2 separate regions of the Mus musculus genome follow, and region 1 is linked to region 2. The links are chromatin contacts, called in public HiChIP or PLAC-seq maps. All regions are on one chromosome and are shown on one strand. Each heading gives the region's core, a stretch centred on a gene start, on an enhancer-like site or on the middle of the called end of the contact. The rest is flanking DNA. Distances are from core to core; before and after follow the strand shown. Region 1 has its middle 82 kb from the start of Pnpt1. Region 2 holds the start of Efemp1 (epidermal growth factor-containing fibulin-like extracellular matrix protein 1).

Region 1 (4,440 bases), core at 1,767-4,266, 200 kb before region 2:
TCCAGGTTAACCCCCAACAAAACCTGTATCTAGCACCAGCTTCCAAGTTGTCCCCCAACAATACCTGCATCTAACACCAGTTTCCAGGTTATTCCCCAACAAATCTACACCCCCCAGGTTACAAGCCCATCCCTGTCACTTTACTTTCTAACAACCACCAATTAAGAAAATTGCTGAAGTTAAGTTTATATTTGGCTCCTAGCACCAGCCAATTAAAGGCCATAATGGGCCCCCCAACCAGATATGTATCAGGCTAGATACCCTATTCTTGCCTCTATATATATTTGCTTGAAACTGGGCTTGGGGGCTGCTTCTTGTTCTCCTGCTTGAGAGACAGTGGTGTGGCCCAAACTTGAGATTGAATAAAGAGACCCTAATGCAATTGCATCTAGATCAGCTCCTTGTTGGTTTTTTTTTTTTTGAGGGGTTCACAAACATTTCCTGACACAGCAGAATCAGGAAGTTGGATGGTTACATTTTCATCAATATATAAGGAGAGAGGGAGGGCAGGAATTAGAGTAAAGCTATAAAACTCAGAAGCCCACCCCCTACTTTCTCCAGTGAGGCCATGCCTCTTAAATGATCCATTATATTTAGAAACAATGCTACTGAGAGGCCAAACCTCCATCTTGGGACTGGCCTCCATCTTAAAGGAAAAAAAAAAAAAGCCTGAGAACTTGACCTAGAGCAGAACCCAAGCTGCATCCACATACCAGGAAGGTCTTGCCCTTGGCCAGAGTTACTCCCTAGCTACTTCCAACAGTCAATTAAAGATTATTCTGATTGTTTCAGATATACTTTCAGACCATTTGTGATTGTATATGGTCTTTCTTCAGAGCTCCCACTTGTCCACTTACAACAGCCATTAAATTAAAGGCTTGCCAGGCTGGACTCCCTTACTTACTTCAATTTCCTATAAAACCTTGTCCTGATGAGAGTTCAGGGCTGCTTCACCAAACAGTTTTGTGGCTCAATGGTAAGCCCAAACTCATTTGTAATAAAAAGACACTAATATGATTACATTGAAAATGGCTCCTTGGTGGTCTTTTGGGTTCACAAATGCTTCCTGGCATAGCACTACCATCTAGGAACCCATGAGGGACATCTCTCATTTAGAATACCACATTTCCCCTTGTGTCTGTGTCATGGAAATATCACTCTTTCCTGAGCTGAGGTGATCTCTTCTTATGTATTCATGATGACAAGGTATAGCAGATAACATGACATACTCATGATTGTGGTGTTTGAGCAAGGCTTAAATTATATATTTGGGCACAGAAGATTAATCAGAGTATATTATAGTTGACAGGATGTGGAACAGTACAGGGAAAGTATCACAGTAAAGATTTAAGGCCATTTTTTTACTATGTTAATTATGCCAGTCAATGAGCATGGGAGATCTTTGCATCTTCTGAGATCTTCTTCAATTTCTTTCTTCAGAGACTTGAAGTTCTTGTCATATAGATCTTTCACTTGTTTGGTTAGAATCACACCAAGATATTTTATATTATTTGTGACTATTATAAAAGGTGTCATTTTCCTAATTTCTTTCTCAGTCTGTGTATCCTTTAAGTAGAGGAAGGCTACTGATTTGTTTGAGTTAATTTTATATCCAGCCACTTTGCAGAAGTTGTTTATGAGCTGTAAGAGTTTTCAGGTGGAAGTTTTGGGGTCACTTAAGTATACGATCATATCATCTGCAAGTATTGATATTTTGACTTCTTCCTTTCCAATTTGTATCCCTTTGACCTCTTTTTGTTGTCTAATTGCTCTGGCTAGAACATCAGGAACTGTATTAAATAGATAGGGGGAGAGTGGGCAGCCATGTCTTGTCCCTGATTTTAGTGGGATTGCTTCAAGTTTCTCACCATTTAGTTTGATGTTGGCTATCGGTTTGCTGTATATTGCTTTTATTAGAGCAACCTACAAATTCAATGCAAAAACCCATCAAAATTCCAACTCAATTTTTAACATAGGTAAAAAGATACATCTGGGAATAACAAAAAACTCAGGATAGTGAAAACTATTCTCAAGAATAAAAGAACTTCTAGGGGAATCACTGACCTTAAACTGTACTACAGAGCAATATTGATAAAAATCACATAGTATTGGTACAGATATTGGCAGGTAGCTCAATGGAATAGAATTGAACACCCAGAAATAGACCCACATTTGATCTTTGACAGAGAAGCCAAAACCATCCATAAAATTCATAAAATTGCACAGCTTCTGTAAACCAAAGGACACTGTCAATAGGACAAAACAGCAACCAACAGATTGGCAAAAGATCTTTACCAATCCTAAATCCAAAAGAGGGCTAATATCCAATATATACAAAGAACTCAAGAAGATAGACTCCAGAGACTCAAGTAATCCTATTAAAAATGGGTACAGAGCCAAACAAAGAATTCTCAACTGAGAAATCTCAAATGGCCAAGAAGCACCTGAAAAAATGTTGAACATCCTTAGTCATCAGGGAAATGCAAATCAAAACAATCCTGAGATTCCATCTCACACCAGTCAGAATGGCTAAGATCAAAAATTCATGTGAAAGCAGATGCTGGTGAGGATGTGGAGAAAGAGGAACACTACTCCATTGCTGGTGGGATTGCAAGATGGTACAAGCACTCTGGAAATCAGTCTGGCAGTCCCTCCCAAAATAGGACATTGCCACAGACCCTTTTTGGTCCATGTCTTCGTAGAATGGGTCTCTAGTTACAGGTGGACAAGGAATGACAAACAGAAGCAACAGGAGAGATTGTGTAGAATCTGAGTGCATTTTCACAAAATGAACACCAGTCTTATATAATACAGAAAACAAAGGGGTAGGATGTCACCGCAGGAAAAGTACATTGAAGTTACCTGACACAAAACAAAGGAATGACTTCAAAAGGACTTACAGGAACCAGGTAGATGTTTACAGTAAAGATAAAACAACCCTGCCTAGGGTCAGCTAATGACAGGTGAGGATTTCACACCCTAATCACAATCTGTGCTACTCCTTTGAGCCTTGTGAAAGCTAGCACCAGGGGGTTCTGCTCTTGCAGACCTTCTCATGACTAATGCAATAACACAGACCCCCTATTTCCTAGGCCTTGATAAATTCTTGCAAGAGTGTAACTTGGCTGTTCTTTAAAGTATCTGTGGGGAATCTCCATTTGTCAGAAGAATTCACCAACTTGCTTCTAATATGCAATGTAGCCTCCTATACCTGGCTGTAGTGAAGATTCCTGTCTCAGTGGGATTCCCTAACTCTTTCATTGTAAACCCATCTATTAGCTAGGCCATTGTGTATTCCCTTGTTTGGGTAAGACTGGCTACTGTCCTAAGTAATCACTCTGCAGACTAGCCCTGAGCTATTCCAGCTCTGTTCTTTGTAATGCCTAATTAGTTTCACCATCTCTACTAGAAGTAAATTTGAATGTTACTGAATAGATAACCTTCTCACTGAATTCCTACTGAATTCCAAGTTTGTCTGCTTCAAGGATTTTCTAGGACATTGGAACACTGGCGAAGGCTTAGCTATGTCAGAATTCAATCTTAAAAGGCACTTATAATAAAGCAATACTGAAAGAGAGCACATGAATCCATACACAAGACTAACACGGGAAGAGGGTATGAGTATATGAGTTATGAGAATGCCAAAGTTCTAAGAGGTTGAGTTTCCTTGAAACTCTTTGCCTTGTGAGTGCTTCCAGGACTCTCGACCTGTCAAGCAGACATAACTGGAGTGGATGTAGCAGGACATATTACTACTGGAAGATCCAGCAAAACCTCTCCTGGACATATACCCAGAAGAAGCTCCAACTTGTAATTTTTTGTATTTTCTTCATTTACATTTCAAATGCTATCCCAAAAGTCCCCCATGCCCTCCTCCGTCACTCCTCTACTCACCCACTCCCAATTCTAAGCCCTGGCGTTCCCCTGTAAGGAGGCATAAAAAGTTTGCAAGACCAAGGGGCTTCTCTTCCCAATGATGGCCAACTAGGCCATCTTCTGATACATATGCAGCTAGAGACAAGAGCTCTGGGGGGTACTGGTTAATTCATATTGTTGTTCCACCTATAGGACTGCAGACCCCTTTAGTTCCTTGGGTACTTTCTCTAGGTCCTCTATTGGGGGCCTGTGTTCCGTCAAGTAGCTCACTGTGAGCATCCACTTCAGTGTCTGCCAGGCCCTGGCATAGACTCACAGGAGACAGCTATATCAGGGTCCTTTCAGCAGAATCTTGCTGGTGTATGCAATGGTGTCAGTGTTTGGAGGCAGATTATGGGATGGATCCCCAGGTATGGCAGTCTCTAGATGGTCCATCCTTTTGTCTCAGCTCCAAACTTTGTCTCTGTAACTCCTTCCAAGGGTGTTTTGTTTCCAATTCTAAGAAGGGGCAAAGTGTCCACACGTTGGTCTTTGTTCCTCTTGAGTTTTATGTGTTTTGCAAAT
Region 2 (4,691 bases), core at 1,596-4,095:
CTCCTGGTCTTTTAATCATCTGTTAATGGGTGTACACATCTTAAAAAAGAATAGGCTTAATCTGTCATCTCTTAGCACAAAATGGGCATCATATCTGGAAGGCCTTCATTACAATTCTAAAATTGAAGGGCTTAAACCACAATGGATACTTTCTACTGAAAACAAATAAGTTGTAGGTGATGGGGAAATGGAGGAGGCATGAGATAAGCAATTCAAGTGATAATATCTGCCTAGAAAACTAAGACAGATGATGATGCATTCAAGGCCAGAATGGGCTACATAATGAGTTCCAGGACAACTTCTCAGAAAAGGAGTAAACTCTTTTACTGAATATACAAGTAGACGATTTAATCCTAACTCACTGAGAGGGCAGTAAGTTTAACCTGAATAACAAAACATCCTCATTTGAAGATAAACAGCACATACTTTCATTTTCCTCTATTTGTTTTAATGTTAAAATAACACAATACTTTTACTCAATAATTTTATTTACAGTTGTTCTGAGCAGCAGAAGGGAACATCTGCAGGACGGGTAATACTGTTCTAGGGATAACATGATGCAAAAGTGAGATAATGTTTATTATTAGTAATTGATATTAGCTCACTTCTGAGTTTTACTTTAAAAACATTTATACTCTTTTGAATAGGATTACTTAATTTTAAGAATTGGAAAGAAGTATGAAAATGTGTTTTTCATATACTCACCCAGGACAAATGTCATTCATCTCAGAACACTGAATGAGAGTTAGAAAACAACACAGAACAAAGGCCTCATCCCAGCCACATGAGCCTGCTCTGCCCTCTCCTGACATGTCTATTTAGGGCTGTGGGAGGGATTAGATGATATTTTAAATATTTTATTAAACATTGGTTATACTGACGCAACTAACTGGCCAAATATGACTAAGAAATGCCAGAGATGCAAATAGAAGTTGCAAGACCAAGATGCACACAGTGTGCTTTAAATCCACGTTGGCAAATACTGTCTGCTGGTGACAGTTAAACTATCTGCAGTACTTTTACATGAATAGACAGCCTTTCTGAATCCAAGAATGAGAACTTCACGAGGACAGGCACAGATGAGCTAGTGTAATTACACCATACATTCTTATTTGCTTTGCGTGTTATTCTGCATATATTGATTGCATCTGCACATACCCAGGCTCCCAGAGTCCTCAAACCCATCAATTCATTGCATGTCTTCGAAATATGGAGCTTACACAGATTTGAATTTTAAAAGAGTTCATTTTTGGCTTTGCACAAATCATTTTATTTTGCATCTAGCTTACAAACCATTCATCGCAGGTGATCTAGATGCACCTTTGAAAAGACCCAGCACGATTTACCAGGAGTCCTAAACCTGAGTCATATTAAAGTGTTGTTTAATTTATTTTGCTTCGCAGAATACTGCCCACTTGTCCTGGCAGAGACCAGTTAATTCTTGTATCCCAGACTACTACTCAATTCTTGTATCTCAAATGTCATCATGCCTTACCGTGTATGTGATGGTTTCCTCGGTGTACTGTGACTTGACCAGCGCCAGAGTCAGCATAGTTAGGAAAAGTGTTTGCAACATCGTGATTCTCTACGGGAAATGGGACAAAGAGATGTTTAGTATCAACTGCCTAGAAAATCAAAACTTTATCAGTGAAGAAACTGACAAGAAAAGGAGAATGGAGAGCTCCAAATACCCTCCTTCCAGTCTGCTTTCTCACCAGCCACCCAAATAAGCAAGACAGGAGAAACTACAGTAGAAATGCATTACTTCACTGCATCCATCCTGTACCAAGGTTGTTCAGCGTGTGTTTATACCACACCTACTCATAAAGCTCCAGAAAACGGTAGTCAAAAGGGGATATAGAATATGATCGATTCCATCCCTCTTCCCCCTTGGAGGTGGAAACGGGGGCGCAGCATCTGTCTATTTTCTGAAACTGTAGAGTACCCACCCACGGCTCAGCTGTACCTGAAGTTCCACCCAGCTCAGCGAAAGATACCTGCAAACCAGTATCAGTTATATGCCCGCAGACTTTATTGTCTTAAAAAAAAAAAGTCTAAAATACCCAAACAAAACTCGAAGAGCTATCGATCTCACAGTTCCCGATAGAATACCCCACAGAGCTTCTAACTCACTGCAGGGTGACTTCTCTAGTTCCCACTCTTAAAGCTCCATTTCCATACACACTCTTGGCGCACAATCAGCAGCTCAAAGTCACTGATCCCTTTTCCCCTCGTTCTCAGGTCTCAAAATGTGCTATGCACAGGGTCTAGGCTGCCTAAGGTAGGAGGACTTCAGACAGCTTTGCAGCACAGGGAACCAGTTTGGGGGAGGGGGTTCCTAGCCTGATGCCTGCAGGGAAGTGAGCTCAGCTTTCTTAGATGTAAGGCGTCTGTCAGCGGGAGTCCTTGAGCGCTTTAGCTTCCAACCAACCGCTGGGCAATCCAGGTGCCTTTCAAATCCCATACCTCAGTCACGGAACCTAGAGACCAGAGTCACCAGCAAAACTCTCTGGGTTGATAGCGCGCTTACTCTACCTATCCCAACAAATGTCACCCAAGTACTGGCACAGGCTGACAGATTGTGATCCCAGACCAGCAAGTCCACCTCCATCTTCTCTGTACAGTTTCACAGTCGGGGACAGTTCTTGGGTCGCCCTACCATACTTCCCGGTATAGCTCTCGCTGGTATAGCGCAGATCTTGCGACCTCGGCTTTGGGCTCCTACCTGCGGGGGGGCCGCGCAACTTTCCTGCCCGGGCAGCGAAGGAGTGCGTAGGGGAGGGCAGCCTGGTAGGTCTGAACTGGCGAGGTCTGGCTGCAGCAGCAGCCACAGGAGGAGGAAAAAGGGAGGAGAAGTAGGGCGAAGGGGGGCGGAGGAGAGAGAGGGAGGCGCAAGCGCCCTGCCCAGGCTTCCAACCACGCGGGAAGGCGCGCCTTTTGGCGTTGGGGTCTAGGGGCCCAGTTATCCTCTGCATTAGGCCCCTTGGTACCCTGATTCACAGGAATTTGAGACACAACTAATATCGAAATATCACTTCCATGGAGCTTTTAGACTTTGCAGAAATGGCTTAAATTCCTTTTAGCTCAACAAGTGATTCCTGGGAGAATAAATTAAAGCTATTAACAGAACTGGTCCTTTATTTTTCATTTCAGATTTTTATTTTTGGAGGGGGTGTGTTTTGTCAGCTTCCTCAAATGGTGAAAGGTGAGAATGAACGTGTTCATTTCTGGGCCTACTAGGTGCTAGGTGTTAGGAGTGAGCCAAATGGAACTCATGTTAACAAAATATGTGCCATCCTGAGGTGTGTGTCTTGCCTCCACCCCCAACCCCGTGTGTGTGTGTGTGTGTGTGTGTGTGTGTGTCCGTGTGTGTGAACTCCTCTCCTTCCTTCCTTATCTACAGTTTCTCATTTCTCCTGATTACTGCCCATCCAAATTAAATTAGGCATTTTTCTTGCGTCTTTCATAATAATGGTGGAATTTCAGGAATCTGAAGAGAGAGTCCCGCCCCACCCCCCTTTATCAAGTCATACCACACAAATTGCAGCTATTCCTGATAGCTTCTCCCACCCCACAGTTAGGCAGTTACTTCCCTTTGGTTTCAGATATGCCTTTTAAGAACGAAGTCACCAAATGCAATTTGAGAAGTAACAGAACCTGCTAACTTGGAGGAGCTAAGGACTGCCCTGTCCAGGGGCATATTGCAGAGGCTGTGGAAGTGGCAAGTTGGTAGAGACTGCTGGAGAGCAGCTTTCAGGTGATTACGGCTCTTCTGTCTTCTGGGTGGGTGGGTTAAGTAGATATTGACATCCAATGGTGATCCTGACCAGTACTGGTGACAGGCTATCCAGTACTGCACAGGATCAGATCTGCAGAACTTACTAAGTATGGAAGGCGTTGATGACTGTAGCAAAGACATTTACTACTAAGTTTCCCTGACCCTACTTGTCACCAATGTCCCCAAACCGCTTTTCTTTGAAAAAACAGATTCTCTGTTACCAGACAGTAAAAATATCTCTCTATGTGTCTGCTTATTTAAACTCATTTCAGCTCGTTCTTTGGAGCAATGAGGTAAAAAGCTCCCAATCTTCCATCTGCAGTGCAGTGATCTTTCTGCACACCCACTTGCTGGTTTACTGCCTTAATTTAGACATCTGATGGGCATTTCAGACCGAACACATTCCAGCCGCATCCTCTCCCTCAGGCTGCTCCACCCATCAGTTTCACCATCTCAATCAATCGGAATTTCATCTCTCCTCCTGCCCATGTCCAGCCAGCTTCATTTATTTGCATAGTTCATTGAGTTCTTTAGAAAACTATGCTGACTTTCTCTCTGAGATAGATTCAGAACTGGACCATTTCTCATATCTTTGCAGCCACCCTGATTTAGCATTTTCCATCTGGATTATTGTAAAAACGATGGATTGATCTTTCTGTGCGTACCTTTGGATCTCTGCAGCTGTTCCCATCAGAAGTTCCCGTAAATAGAATCATACAGTATATAATTGCTTTGGATCTGTTTTTCTTCACTCTGTGCTTTTGAGATGAACCCTTGTTAGAAGTTCTTTTTTTTTTTTTTTTTTTTTTTCATTGTTGCATGGCATTCAGTTGTATGGTTGTCCCTCAGATTTTCTGCTGGCTTTTTAATTGATCTTTGGATTGTTTATAAGTAAAGCTTGTCTGGGTATTCA

Evidence for each region. HiChIP or PLAC-seq counts read pairs in DNA pulled down with a chosen protein or histone mark.
Region 1: an H3K27ac HiChIP or PLAC-seq map of embryonic stem cells shows a contact between it and region 2, with 2.8 times the contacts expected there. The contact joins the enhancer-like site here to the promoter of Efemp1 in region 2. A contact is called at or near these places in 8 of 39 promoter capture datasets (the 3T3-L1 cell line, 3T3-L1-derived adipocytes, cranial neural crest and 3 more), 2 of 484 Hi-C or Micro-C datasets (the 3T3-L1 cell line and 3T3-L1-derived adipocytes), 2 of 115 datasets of contacts at active chromatin or transcription factors (embryonic stem cells and epiblast stem cells) and 1 of 9 other capture datasets (embryonic stem cells).

The regions. Positions count from the first base shown.
Region 1 is chr11:29,046,982-29,051,421 of GRCm38.p6, reverse strand. No RefSeq gene overlaps it. Among named protein-coding and RNA genes, the nearest start is that of Pnpt1, 82 kb to the left of the region's middle. Within about 2 kb of position 3,016, at least 11 of the 459 cell types and tissues checked have an H3K27ac peak or open chromatin away from gene starts, as enhancers often do. A contact at or near this core is called in embryonic stem cells and epiblast stem cells, where this site is marked.
Region 2 is chr11:28,851,359-28,856,049 of GRCm38.p6, reverse strand. It overlaps Efemp1 (epidermal growth factor-containing fibulin-like extracellular matrix protein 1), which reads right to left and starts at 2,845. Exons shown (of 11, transcript NM_146015.2): 1 at 2,726-2,845; 2 at 1,496-1,585. The coding sequence starts at 1,576. It overlaps Gm34185 (a long non-coding RNA gene), which reads left to right and starts at 3,542. Exons shown (of 3, transcript XR_381120.2): 1 at 3,542-3,757.